2 separate regions of the Mus musculus genome follow, and region 1 is linked to region 2. The links are chromatin contacts, called in public HiChIP or PLAC-seq maps. All regions are on one chromosome and are shown on one strand. Each heading gives the region's core, a stretch centred on a gene start, on an enhancer-like site or on the middle of the called end of the contact. The rest is flanking DNA. Distances are from core to core; before and after follow the strand shown. Region 1 has its middle 60 kb from the start of Gm39314. Region 2 has its middle 41 kb from the start of Spata19.

Evidence for each region. HiChIP or PLAC-seq counts read pairs in DNA pulled down with a chosen protein or histone mark.
Region 1: an H3K27ac HiChIP or PLAC-seq map of oligodendrocyte precursor cells shows a contact between it and region 2, with 5 times the contacts expected there. The contact joins two enhancer-like sites. A contact is called at or near these places in 2 of 15 datasets of contacts at CTCF or cohesin (large pre-B cells and pro-B cells), 8 of 484 Hi-C or Micro-C datasets (the 63-12 cell line, the BV-2 cell line, cerebral cortex and 5 more) and 2 of 115 datasets of contacts at active chromatin or transcription factors (large pre-B cells and oligodendrocyte precursor cells).

What each region holds. Positions count from the first base shown.
Region 1 is chr9:27,727,508-27,734,380 of GRCm38.p6, reverse strand. No RefSeq gene overlaps it. Among named protein-coding and RNA genes, the nearest start is that of Gm39314, 60 kb to the left of the region's middle. Within about 2 kb of position 5,315, at least 63 of the 459 cell types and tissues checked have an H3K27ac peak or open chromatin away from gene starts, as enhancers often do. A contact at or near this core is called in cerebral cortex and oligodendrocyte precursor cells, where this site is marked.
Region 2 is chr9:27,433,825-27,441,172 of GRCm38.p6, reverse strand. No RefSeq gene overlaps it. Among named protein-coding and RNA genes, the nearest start is that of Spata19, 41 kb to the right of the region's middle. Within about 2 kb of position 3,177, at least 36 of the 459 cell types and tissues checked have an H3K27ac peak or open chromatin away from gene starts, as enhancers often do. A contact at or near this core is called in cerebral cortex and oligodendrocyte precursor cells, where this site is marked.

The DNA.
Region 1 (6,873 bases), core at 4,066-6,565, 290 kb before region 2:
ATTTCTGGATTTGGAAGATTGCAAAGAAAATATGTAAGTATTTGGAGGGGATGTAAAGGGAACTAATAAATAATATTCTTGTTTAAATTTACACCCTAGATATTCTGGTCTTAGATTCTAGACTAATGCTGGCCTGAAAAGAGAAGAGAGCAGAAACCATCTTGAAGGTGTAATATCATTTATACAAGGACATGTAGTCGAAGAGAGGTCACACATATAAAGATGGGTCTCTACATGATACTGGAGTGAAAATATCCTCAGGACTTTGTGGAGGTAGAGGCAGGTAGATCCCTGTGATTCCAAGGCCAACCTGGTCTACAAGACAAGGTCCAGAGCAGCCAGGGTTGCCTAGTGAGAAAGCAGCTTTACACAGCTGGTCTTTCCTGGGTCTCTTGAAACTTCAAAAGGACAGATTGAGTGAGTGACACCCAGACTACCTGTGTATGTGTAACTCGCCAATGTTCACACAAAAGCATCTCATCTAACAATGAAGTACTCAGAACCTACTACCATTAGGACATGTCACAGATAGCCATATTCAAACAAAAGCCCAACGTCTGGCAATGTAAAAGATACATAAGAGGCTGAACCCAGGAGTTGGGCAGGGAAACATCCAGGAAGTAAAGTATTACACTGGGCTATGGCATGCATCCTCTGCAAGGTAGCAGGATGCAAAGTTCCTGGAAATTCCTGATGGATTCAACAGGGGGCTTGGGTCCCTTTAACTGGTAGATCAGAAGAGTGGGACCATAATGACCCATTTAGGATGGCTAGAATTTTTTTTTCCTTCAAAACTTTCAAGTATGGGCTTAGGATGTATAAGATAACTTGATTAGCACATTCAAGGCCCTGGTTCCAGTCCCCAGCACAACAAATATTATAAAATAAAACAAAATAAAAGCTATTCATAAAATTTACTTTTGGAGTTATGAGAGGGGCAAAGAAAGATTTAGCTTCTTTCTTTCCTCCTCTTCCTCTTCCTCCTCCCCCTCCTTCCTCTTCCTCCTCCTCTTCTTCCTTCTTCTTCTTTTTCTCGCCGCGCTCTTGTCTCTCTCTCAATCACTCTCTTTTTTTTTTTACTTTCTTTCTTTGTCTATATGGACCAATTGAAGTAACTTGGGGCACAGGCAGGAGCCACACTAGTATACTAACTCAGCAGGTGTTAACTAAAGGCCTGCTTTGGATGGGGGCATGGCATCTTTGTTTCACTGGCTACTGAACTAGTCACTACTACTTTTTGTTCTGTATTATAAGAAGACTTTCACCCCATCAGGATTTTCCAGCTTCTCTTCCACTCTTCTGCCCTGATAGCTCTCGCAGACATGGGTTCATTCAATATTTGTGGAATGAACTGGGTGGTGGAAGGTGAGCATCAGCATAATCCTGTTGATGAAATGGCAAAAACAGCCTCTTATTTCCCAGGACAAAATAGCTTAAGAACACAGTGCTAAACCTATACTTTCAAAAGGAATAGATGTGCCCACCCACACACAGCCTTAGAAACAGCTCCCACCAAAGTAGAGAGCTGAGAGTGGAGAGGAGGTTGGTCAATTTTCCTCTGAGTAAAAGGTACCTGGGTGCTTGCCTTCTCTCATGCAAAAGCTACTAACGTATCTATCCCCCCACCCCCCTCTGTGTGTGTATGTATGTGTGTGTGTGTGTGTGTGTGTGTGTGTGTGTGTGTGTGTGTGTGTTGTATTCTACAAGGGGTCTTGAATGGTATCCATAAAATACAAAATGCGACCCTTTCCCTACAGAATCTGACAAAAGAGTCTAATGAAACTACTGGTAGCAATTCAAGGCAACATCTGACTAAGTGCTGTATGAGTGGTCCCCACAATATGTACTGGAAAATAACACACATGGAAAATGGAGTGAAACTCCTCAGAGGGATAATGGTGAGATAGATAGATGCTGAGGTAAAAGAGGAGACTAAGAAAGCTAGGCAGAGGCTACAGTGCCCTGAGATCAAGCTTAAAGGGAACAGCAAACAGCTCCCTTTGTCAGGGAAAGGCTGATCTGGTTGACAGGAGCAAAGGTGCCTTTTGGTTTTAAACACATTTAAAGACAAGTTAATGATGGACCTCTGTCAGAGTGAGAGAGCTAAAAAAGAATACACCAGTTGAAAATGGGAACTCACCAAGGGGATTGACTTTTGCGGAGGCAATTTAGAATTTACTGCAAAGATCCAGACCTGAGTAATCAGGGTTGTGGCAGTGGCTGTAGGAAAAATGGCTATATATACTGAAAGACCTTGTACAATTTGTTCCCTGGTAGACTATAGGGAAGAAATGTAGAGGAGGACTATGTGACTTAAAAATGTTCTGGGAGAGCTTCCTTGAAACGGATGTTGGGAGTCATGAGTCCTTTTAGCTGTCCAAGGCTTAAGAGCCCAGCAAAATATACAGGTAGGGAGGTACCTTGGAAGTGGCGTGATGGTTGCTGGAGCAGGTTTTGAGCTGGTACAAGAAGTTGAGAGATGGACACCTTCTGAGAGAAATTACTAGGACAAGGACATAGTAAAATGTGGCAGAATGATCCCGGAATCGACAACAATTAAAAGAAAGATTCAGCAAAAATCTAAAGCAAGCTATAGTACCAGTTGCTCAGGAGTTTGAGACCAGGTGAGCGGGGGGAGGCGGGGGGATAGAGGAGGGGGTGGAAGGGATTGCTTGAACAAAACTAGTCAGGGCAGCATATGTAGATCCTCACTCAAACAAATAAATGAATGAATAAATGAATAAATAAATAAATAAATCTATCTCAATATAATCTCAATAAAGTGAGCAAACCCACTAAGTAAGGATGGATGGCCAGTGATGCATGAGTAAAATCATTGAAACCTAATCAATGCCAAAGGTATATAAATTTTGAAAGAATGAAAAAAGACAAATTATCAACTCATAAACTATATAAGGTTATAAAGAATTTCATAGAAGAGAATTTGCATGCCTCATAAACACATGTAGGAATACTGGCCTCTCCTAGACTAGGGTCCAGGATTTTGGGGTCATTCCTGGAAAGGCTCTGTGAGACCTGGGACTGTTCATTTAATCTCATTTCCATGATACATAATGTGGGAGTAACAGGCATGCCGTGAAAGGACTGTGCTGAGGGTGAGTGAGTCCGTCTACGTCTAGTGCTTAGTGTGTGAATGGCACCTCGGAAGTGCTGCACAATCTTGGGCTATTATTAATAACAGGAAAACAAATGGAAACAATGAGACATAATTTCTCACTCACAGATTGTCAGAAAATCTAAAGCAGGACAGTATCAAGTGTTGACAAAAATTTTGGTGGAATTGTAATCCCGCAAAAACTACCATTGAGATGTAAATCAGTACATCCTCTTTGTGTGTATTTAATTTAACAGTGGTGTATTTAATAAAATTGCAAGTAGTATAATTTATAGTCCAGCAGTTCTACCTCTGAATACCCCAGGAAAAACTCCTACATACCCGTAAGAGAATATTAAAGTATATTAAAATATACTAAGTGTATTAAAAATAATTTTCTTTTAAAATGTATATGATATATAGCCATATCTACATATAACATATACACACATATGTACATATATTTGTGTGTATATATGTATATGTGCCACACATGTACGAGTATCATTGAAGGCCTGAATAAGCCATTAAATCCCCTGAAACTGGAGTTAAAAGTAGTTGTGGGCCACTAGACACAGTTGCTGGGAACTGAACTCAACTCTGGTCCTCTGAAAAGATCAGGGAAATGCTCTTAACTCCTGAGACATCTCTGGCTACATTTCATGGATGTTAATAGTAACACACTGACAAAAATGAAAATAAGTATAAGGAAATAAATGTATCACAAAGATCATTTAATATGTTTTAAAATGCACTAACCTTTAACAATTAAGGAGACATAAGTATGGCTAGAGATAACCCCTGGAGACAGCATGAGGACTGTGTGTCACTTTTGGATATAAACACACTTAAAACCATAGAGAGGGACTGTCATATCTGACTCGGGGAGCCAAGACAGCCACAAAGAAGATAATGTGGGTTGAAGGAAACTTCAGTTTTCTTTGTAAGTTTTGATCTTCAAAAAGAAAAGTGAATAGGGACAAAAGATGACAAGATGCTGATAACTGTTGAGTGTTGGACGCCGAGGATATGCACTTCAGTTGTATTGTTCTTGGTAATTTTCTGTATTTTTACAATTGAAAAAATTTTAGAGTGTTCCTTGAACAGATGTTCTGGATGTCATCTAAAGTAGTTCATGAAAGAGGGGGAAGGGGAAAGCACTACAAAGAAGGCTGAGAACTGAGATTTTCAAACACTAAGATTGAAATGAGGAAGTCACCAGGGCCCCTGCAGAACACACCACTGGACTCTCTTCACCTCAGTAGCCATTCTGTCTACCCCTTCTTGTCCTTCCAAGAGCCCAAAGTCTCTTAGAGAGGAAAGGTGAGGTCCATGAGCCAAGATTTCCAAACCCCTGTTTTGCTTTAACCCGGGTGTCATAGTTAGCTTCAGCTGTCATTTTGACTCAAACCTAGAGTCACCTGAAAAGAGGGAACCTCAACTGAAGAATTGCCTGGATCTGACTGGCCTGTGGCGGTGGAAATGAGGCATGTTTTAAATTTCTGATTGATAGAGGAGGGGCCAGTCCATTGTGGGCAGGGTCATCTCTAGGCAGGTGGTCCTGGGCTGAGCAAAGCAGAGGGAGCAAGCCAGTAAGCAACCTGCTTTTTATGGTCTCTGCATCAGTTCCCATCTCCAGGGTCCTTCCTTGAGCTTCTCCCCTCTTTCTTATAAACTAAATGAACCATTTCCACCCAAATTTGGTCTCGGTCAGTGATTTGTCCAACCCACAAAAGCAAACTAAGATACCAGAGGAAAAGATTGAATAGGGCATTATCAGTGTTCAAAAGGGACACACAGGAGCAGATCTCTCTAGAAACCTCCGGATTGGAGTGGGTCCATACTCAGGCCCACTGAGTATATACAGGCTTGAGAAGCACCCCCCCCCCCCCATGCTCAGGGATGTACTTTTGCAACCCTCCCCTCCCCCCCCCCCCCCCCAAGGAATTGCTTGCAGAGCCTCTGAGGATTCTGATAGCTGGAGGAGTTTGTGTGCAGGCCAGGCTTACTCCAGCCACCCACAAGGAAAGCTGGCAGCCTTCCCCAGGGTGGGGGCTGTATAGCAGATGCAGCCTTCTCATTAAGTGACTTGCATATGGAATGAAGACACCTTCCCCCTCCGGAGCCGGCTCCCAGTCCTCACGTGCTCCTAGAGCAGCCAGCTTCCTCAGCTCCCTCTCACACACAGCCCCTGCAGCTAAGGCATTAGGGCCTTGCAGGGGAGGACACCATGAACGCTCAGAGCAGAAGCCAGAGCCAAGCAGGGGGAGATATTAGCTGTGAGCTTGCCCGGTCGCTGCCGGTCGCTGTCTCGCTGTCGGATGTGAAGGGAAAAGTCACAGACAAGGGGCCTCATTATTTCGCTTTCACTGTTCAGTGATCTCTATTTCCACCTAGAATCCTCCAGGGACACAGACCCTAGCTGGCAGGAGCAGGGAGGAGGTCTGGGCACTAGAAGATTGTCAATAGGCTCAGGGGCCCTACAGTTATAAGTCTGTTTCCTTCCTTCCTTTGGCTAAATGTTTGTGTGAAAGCCAACGTTGTTGCTCACAGGGAAAACACCAAGCTGCCCACATCCTTCTCTCTTTCCTTCCCTTAGGATAGGACTGAAACCTATAAAGGTTTTTAAGAACTAAATTATAAATAAATAATTCAATAAGATGGCCTCATCATCAACTAAGATTGAACAAAAAAATATTTAGCCTCAAAAGAGAAAAAAGTTTGTAAATTGCAATTTTTTTTGGAGGTTATCAAAGCTGAGTTTTCCTTCCAGTTTGTTGTCTCAGTTTTGTGTATGGCTTACACATACTCTATGTCTAACTAAATCATCCTAACATGGATGTCCATGCTTACACACACACACACACACACACACACACACAGAGAGAGAGAGAGAGAGAGAGAGAGAGAGAGACTTCAGTTTCTCCTCTGTTCTGCTCTCTTGCTCTTAAGTTGCTAGTATGAGATCTCTCCAATTTCTTAATGAAGACACTTTCCTCTTAACACTGCTTTTAGTATGTCTTACAAGTTTGAGTATGTTGTGCCTTCGTTTTCATTGAATTCTAAAAAGTCTTTAATTTCCCTCTTTACTTCTCCCTGGCCCAGCGATCAGTAAGTAGAGATTTTTTTTTTTTCAGTTTCCATGAATTGTTTTTGTTGTTGTTGAAGTCCAGTTTTAATTCATGGTGGTCTGATAAAATACAAGGGGTGATTTTAATTTTCTTGAATATGTTGAGGCTTGCTTTGTAACCAGCATATGGTCAATTTTGTGAAAGGTACTGAGAAGAAGGTATATTCTTTTGTGTTAGGGTCAAGTGTTCTGTAGCTATTTTAGGTCCTCTGTTATTATTTCTCAATTCAGTTTTTGTCTCGATGACCTGTCCATTGGTGAAAATGGGATGTTGAAGTTTCTCATTACTACTGTTTGGGGTTCAATGTGTGTTTTAAACATTAGTATTGTTTCTTTTATGAATGTGGGTGTCCTTGAATTTGGGGCATAGATATTCAGAATTAAGATATCATTTTGGTGAATTTTTCCTTTCACCCCAAAGGAGTATAAAGTGTTCTTCCTCTTCATTTTTCATTATTTTTGGTTGAAAGTCTATTTTATTAGTTATTATAATGGTTAGGTTACTCCAGCTTACTTCTTGGGTCTATTTGCTTGGAAAACTTTTCTCCAGCCCTTTACTCTGAAGTAATGTCTATCTTTGCTGCTGAGGTATTTTTTCTTGTATGCCTTGTAAGCAACAGAAGGATGG
Region 2 (7,348 bases), core at 1,928-4,427:
AATCTGTCATTTCACATCCACGTGCTGGCAAACATCTGAAAGCGTGGTAATATCAAACATTGATGAGCATATGAATAATAAGTTCTCACAGCCAAACAAAAGAAGGGTCACTTTGGCAACAATTCAACTGAATCTGGTTATGTTAAAAGACACTCACAGTCTTGGTTGGTTGGTAGGTTGGTTGGTTATTTTGTTGAGACAGGATCTCTCTATATAGTACTACCTGGCCCATAACTCATTAGGTAGACCACACTGACCTCAAACACATAGAGATTCTCCTGCCTCTGCCTCCCTAGTGCTGGGATCCAAGATGTGTACCACCATGCCTGGCAACATGTATACTCTTAAGACCTGACAACAGCATGTTTGTAAGCATGTCCCCTAGAGAAGTTCTCTGGATGTACTAGGAGGCATGTTAGAGGATATTTGCAGAAACACTTTGTGTCACTGAGAAAAACAAAAACATGGGTAAACAATCTGAAAGACCATCAACAGAAGAATGGGTAAATTGTGATATATTCATGCAAGACTACTCTCCGGCAATAGAAATGAAAAGTTAGACATCTAGTCGATAACCTGGGCAAATCTAAAATACACAATATTGAATGAAAAAAAAATACTGTGGAAGCTTTCACACAGTGAAACCAATTACATAAAGCTTAACGCAAGCAAAACAATGTTTTATAATGTCAATAGGCGTATTTTAAAAATGCTAAAATTCTCAACCCTAATGGTACATATATATCACTCCCCCTCCTCCAGAGGCTCAGGACTTATCTCAGAAGACAGTTGGGTAGATTATAAGAGGCAGATGGGTAGATTACAACAGTCATCTGCTGTCAGAGGTGGCAAAGGACTACAATGAGAGAATTGTTCCCAGAAACAAAAGGGCAGCTGTACAAACGAACCCACACCAGTTGTGATGGCATGTGCAAGACCTGCACAAGCTCAACGCAGACAAAATCCACGGAGAGGAGGAGTCAGTTTTCTTTAAGGGTGTGGCGTCTGGTAGGCTGACAGAGCTCCAAGGAATAGCTCTGCACCTAAGATTATTATTTAGGCATTTGAAATTAAAAATGAATAAGGAGAAATGAAGAGTGGGAGACTCCTGTACAACTTCCTCTTATGGGAAGAAGAGGTTGAGTCCTTTTCCCTCACAGCAGCAGTTAACACATAAGGAGGAAGAAAATAAGACCCTACCGACCCTGTGGAGGATAAAGTCTGGCCTCTCACTGCTCAGCACACAGTGCCTCCCTCCTATGATCTCTTCTCCATGTTCTGCATATCTACAGGTCCTCTACTCACTGCGTTCTCATGGCTCTCCAGAAGTCTACCAGGTTCGTCAGCTCAGGACTGTGCTGTCCTCACCTGTCTCTTCATCCACATTTCTGACTGACCACATGTAAGCCCCAGGTTTTGTGGTCATCTACAAGATCTGCATCTTGTACAGATCTACATCAAAGGGCTGCTCTGTCTCATCAGTTTTAGCCAAGTGAAAAGGAGTGATGTAATCAGGGTCAGGATGTGAGCTCAGCACCTGTCCATCAACCTAGGCAACCTAGGCAGGGAGGAAAGTGCAGGAGACCAGAATGGTTGCAAGCCTGCTCATGCACAAGTATAGATCGGGCAAGAGGCAGAAGCATTCTGGTGGTGGTGTCTGGTGACACTGTTTCTGCAGGGAGCATCTCAAAGGCCGAATTAATATTCCTCACATCTGATGCCCGGCATGGACAAGAAACTCAGCGCATCAGCAGAACCAGATGGAAGAGCAGTACTGATAGAGAAGCAGACGGGGCAGGGAGGCCAGAGTCTCCTGGGGAGGCAGCTTCTATTTAAGAAGCAAGAAATCCAAGTAACACCAAAACTGACCAGTGATAGGTCATCAGGACCCATGATGAATTCATTCTCTCCACCCCTAATCCATGCAGAGAGCCCTCCCCTGAACCGCTACTTACCACATAACACTATTTCTCCCATAGCCAGAAACCCCCATGTAACCTTCCCTGTCCTCTCTCCTAACCAACCACACTACTCAGCTCCTGCCCACCAGTGCTTCTTGTTCACTCTTGCCCATTGGCCATGGCCACCTCTCCTCAATTAATCCCCACCTTCTTTTGTCTCCTGGATTTCTATGAAATGCCTCACAACTTACGCAAGGGAATCATTGAAAATTACTCATCTGACTCTCATTCTCTCAGTGAGCATCTAATACATCCCCATGGTGTGCCAGGGTGATATCATGGACTGGAGAGAAAGGTACCAGGGTACCAGAGAAAGGTACCTTGCATTCTCAGAGATGGAAACAAATGGTAAGCAGGTCACAAAGAGGGAGAGCTCAGCCAGTAAAGGTACTTGCCTGATGACCTGAGTCATAGATTATAATCCTGGAGGCTGGGAAGTTAACATCAAAAGCCACATTTTGTGGCTTTGCTGCTATATCATTCCATGACAGAAGGCAGAAGGGAACGTGAACGCTGGAGTGAGAGATCAAACTCTTATCTTTAAGTCCCTTTTATAGTCAACACTAATACATTTGGAAGGGTGGAGCCCTGGACCTACACAGCTCTCTCATTAGGCCACACAATTCACCATAGATTCATTAGATTAAGGGTGAGAGACCATTGGAATTACTGCAAACTACAAGTTGCAACATTTGCAGAGAATCTTCTGCCCTCTTTCTCAGTGTGTCACAGTACATGGCACATAAGAAATAGCTGCTAACCTGCCAAAGGAATGAATGGATGGATGGATGGATGGATGGATGAAATCACTGACCTAGCTTTGTGGAAACTCAATGCCTTACAATTGGGAAGACGGAAAGACGGGCTTTCCCAAACTTTCACTTCTCGTTCTTGCTCAGCTCAGCTTACCCCAGCTGTGATTCATCCTTCTCCAGGAGAATCACTGGTCAGACAATTTGAAGAAATTACTATCTCCATCCTGGCCACATAAGAGTCTGTAAGTGACCTCTCATCTGTCAGTGGGGATCCAGAAACTACCAACTGCAAGTACATGCCACTGCCTCCTCCGGGTTCATCTGCTCGGCAGTAGCTTCACTGAGGGTCACTAACTATAACACATGGCCGTTCTGCACTGCAAGCCATTCCATTGTGCCCAGGATCCCCATTCCAACGTTCCATTTGCTTCTAAAAATTCCCTTCCCAGACATCACACTGCCTCTGCTGAGCTGGCCAAATGCCCAGTGAAGTCCTAGGCTTCCTTAGCACTGTGAGCTCTATTACAGAGAATTAACAAGGAGCTAAAACCCACCACCATGTGTGCATGTATAGACACACACACGCACGCACACACACACACACACACACACACACCAGAAATGGATCCTGCTCGCTTCCCTATCTTTAGGGCAGTTTCTACCTCCAAGTCCTCCAGTCTTGGCAGCAGCCTTTGCCTTTGGGAGAAAGACAAGCAACTTTAGAGTGATATGGAAATCTCTCCCTAAACATTTGCAAGCCTTGCAGGACTTGGAGGGGTCCCAAACCCAACTCAATCAGCCCTTTCTCCCCTACATTTGCTGCCTCCAGCTGAGACCATCTCATACAGTGGAGCCCAGGAATGAGGGGGACCTGATGACTCTGTTGAGGCCCTGCCCACAGAAGTCACCTCCAGAAAGTGGGGGAGGGTGGGGAGAGCCTGAACGGAGCCAGGCCTGGGACAGCTGCCATGCCAGGCTTGCTTTTAACAGAGGCTTCTGCCTGCACTGAGAAGGGCTTTTGGCGAAAATGCAACTTTACACAGCAAGGAAGTGATGGTGCGGTGCCGGCCTGTGAGCCCTGTTCCTGGGCCTCTAAAGACTGAAAACATTCAACCTCTCCCTGTTTGGCTAGGAAAGCCCTAAATCCCCCCCTTGCTCCTCGGGTTAATAAATGATGTTTGCAACTGGATACAGGGATGGGAGTTCTTTCCCTGTCTTCTACCCATAGAAACCTAATTGAGCAGCAGTCATTGATCTGGTCCTCGGATGAGACAATGAAATTTCAAAGGATTCTTAAAGAGAAGAAAGCCTTCAGCATATGGGCCCGTATGCACTGAGAATACAATAGCCCTGTGTATAATTGCATCTCTCCCAGCAATAGGAGGATCAGAAGCATTTGTGACAGGGAAGCAAGCAGAAGACAGGAGACAGAAGAATGAATGTAAGGATGAATGGTGACTGTGAAGTCTATGCAGCAGCTACTTGTTGATTTCTGGCGTGCGCGCGCGTGCGTGCATGTGTGTGTGTGTGTGTGTGTGTGTGTGTGTGTGTGTGTGTGTGTACATGCAAGCTCACCCACATGTGCATGGTGGTGACTTTTAGCTCCTTATTAATTCAAACTGCTAGCCTAATCGTACTGATGGTTAAACATGTACCCCCACCTGACACACATGATAAATGGTCCCATTGCCACTGTGACACACAAACCCAGAATTTTCCTAGCAAAGCCCCCACCAAATCCTGTTGTATCAAAATACAACATTAGGAAACACCCATGGGGTGCCTCTCTCCTCGGGTGGCCACTGCCACAGTCTGAAGGGCCAAGAGGCAAAAGGGTTAGAAAGCCAGCTCTCTCCTGCAAGCAACAAATTTCATGGTGTGAAATTCAGTTTTGGTTTGGGGTTTTGGTTTTGGTTTTGGTTTTCTTGTTTTGTTTTGTTTTCTGTCCCTACCCCCCTTCACTCTTGTTTTTGGAGAATTAAAGCATGGGCCTTGGAGCCAACGGCTTGTTCATTTCACTCTAGGCGGCACAGATGTGTGACTGAAGAGGAAACCCCCAACTTTGCTCCTCTCTTCCCTGGGGCAGGAGGAAGATGGAGCATGGGAGGAGCAACATGGACTCCTCAGGCTCGTGAGGCCAGAAATTGTTGCTTATGAACTGCACGTGTCACCTGTGTGACCTGCTGTGTTTATCAGGGTCCTTGTGGGCAGATGGGGAGCAGGGGAGCGAGCGAGCAGGTGGGGAAGTATAACACTGGAAGCCACAGAGTTACAAGAACAGAACGTGGAAACCATGTTTGCTGATTCCCCCCGCTGGTAAATGATACAAAATCCTCATGAATTATACAAACTGTCTCGTGTGTAAACAGAGATATCATTTAAAGCAACGAAGTCATTTCTGAACTGTGCTTCGGTCCCAGTGAACTGCAGACACCCACACAGCTGTAACTTCTGATCTCCTAATTAAATCCTTCCTGGTTCCCCCCAAAAGACTGAAAGGACACCTTTACCTCTCTATCAAGACAGTCAGCTCAGGATATATAGGAAGGCCTGTGAGCAGGGGTCAGGTACTCACAAGGTACCCTGCTCGTTCTGGCATACTGAGACCTTTCCCTTGGTCGGGGTCCATGCAGGGTCAGATCAAATGATGCTTCAGTGGCCTGGGCCCCTCTCCCCTCTAGACCAAATGTCACAGAAGCATGAGGGGCCCATTAAGAGAAAACTCTTCCCCTCTGGTCGACAGGATAAAATCTCTAGCCTAAGTAGAGACCTAGCATTCCAGTTGGGCAGGTTGATGATAAGGCTAAGGGACCAGCCCTCAGAAAAGCAGGATGGGGGGTTTGGGGGGGCCAAGGAAGGCAAGTTCACCTTAAGCCATGCTAATGAGGTAGGAGTAGTGGTTGCCCTTTACTGAGATAATGTATTTTTCCTTCCCAGAATCCCATCCATTGCACAGTAGCTTACAGGGGTACAACAGGCATGCAGCTTTGTAATTCAGCCCTCTTTCCTGAATTACTCAAAAGAAGAAATGTTAGTGTTCCTTCCCCCCACAGCCCCATCTTTCCTAAGTATGCTCTTCTAACTCTTGGTGCTTCATTCTTTCTCAAAAGCTCCACCCCACCCCCACCCCCACCCCCAGCCATGTGGCTGACCTCCATGTTGGCTTAGCTAGGACAATGTGACTGTTTCTTTCTTTGCTTCATCTTCATCCTTCGGGCAGCTGCCAAGATTTACAGCTTGCCTGCCCTGGAAGTTTGCTTTTAAAATCTAATGTGTTCCTAGGCTTCCCTTTGAGTGTGCTCTTACATGCTTTTATCAATGAGACTAAGGTTCTCAGGAGAGGACCCTTGTTTCTCCAGGAACACGGGGTGACTCTGTTGAGAGTCCCTCCAGATTTCCAATAAACTGCAGTTGCTTGTGCCGGCGGCCCTTCCTGGAGGAGAGAGCACATCACTACATGGCAGGAAGAGGGCAGCAGCTAAAACACAGGAGCATTTCACCAGCACTTTCAAAATAGGACTTCGCACCCTGCAGCACCCTGCACAGAGCTGGGACAATTCCATCTTGGCCTGCATCTAAATCTACTAATGTAGTGGGACTGCTTATGTCCTTTCAGGAAAGGGGACCATCTGGGGCCCCAGGATGCCAGACAGGAGATCAAGTACTGTTCCTGGGGACTTTTACCTTGCTGTTGTTGTTCAGGTTCGTTCAGAAGCTTTGCTGCTGCTGCAGGGTGATCCTGAGAGCTCAAGACCCTAAGGAGGACACTCAGCAGACTGAAGGGAGCACAGACAAGTTAGAACCCACATTGAAGAAGATATGGCCAGGCTAGACAGCACAGAATCTGAGCGAAAACTAAGAGCTCAAAATTACCACAGGCTCTGAGTCAGCCTTAAAAGTTGGCCAGATTGTCTTCTGAAGGGCAAGTTAGACCAGGGTGTAAGCTCCAGGATCTAGTGTCAATGGTATAGAAGAGAGGAATGGGGGACGGTGTGCGGAAGTGCTTGTCTTTATCCCAGAACTCAGGAGGCAAAGATAGAGCAGAATAGTTTGAGGCCAGCCTGGTGTGGTGAGTTCCAGAACAGTCAGGGGTTTTTCCATACTCTGCTTCAATAAAAGAGCAGGTGGTGAGTGAGAAAGAGCCTAGGAACAGGACTGTTGAGAGAAGGTAAAAGCAAAGGCTCAAAGGATCAACTGGGTCTTCCAAGGCGATGGTCACAGTAAGTAACCAGGAAATCAGGTTGATGGACTCTGGGGGAGATCCTGACATAAGGCCCAGGTCTTTCCTCCAAAAAGCCTGAGGAAGAACTGTACCAGAACACACAGAGGACATGTCATACCATGAGGCCTTTGGCCAAGGTAAGATACAAAACATCTAGAATCTTCCAAATGACCAAGGATACCTCAGAGAAAGGGGGGAAACCCAAGAGAAACCCAGCCAACGAAAAACCTGTCATGTATACTCTTAAGTAATTTTCTAATTTGTTTTATACTTTTCAGTTTCATGTTCAGGTATATTACATATTTAAAACGTTTTTTTTTTCTCCTTATTTCTAAGGCAATATATACCCTCAGGAGAAAAAATATAAGTGGTAAAAGCAAATGAAAACTTAAACTTTATGCTTTTCCCCC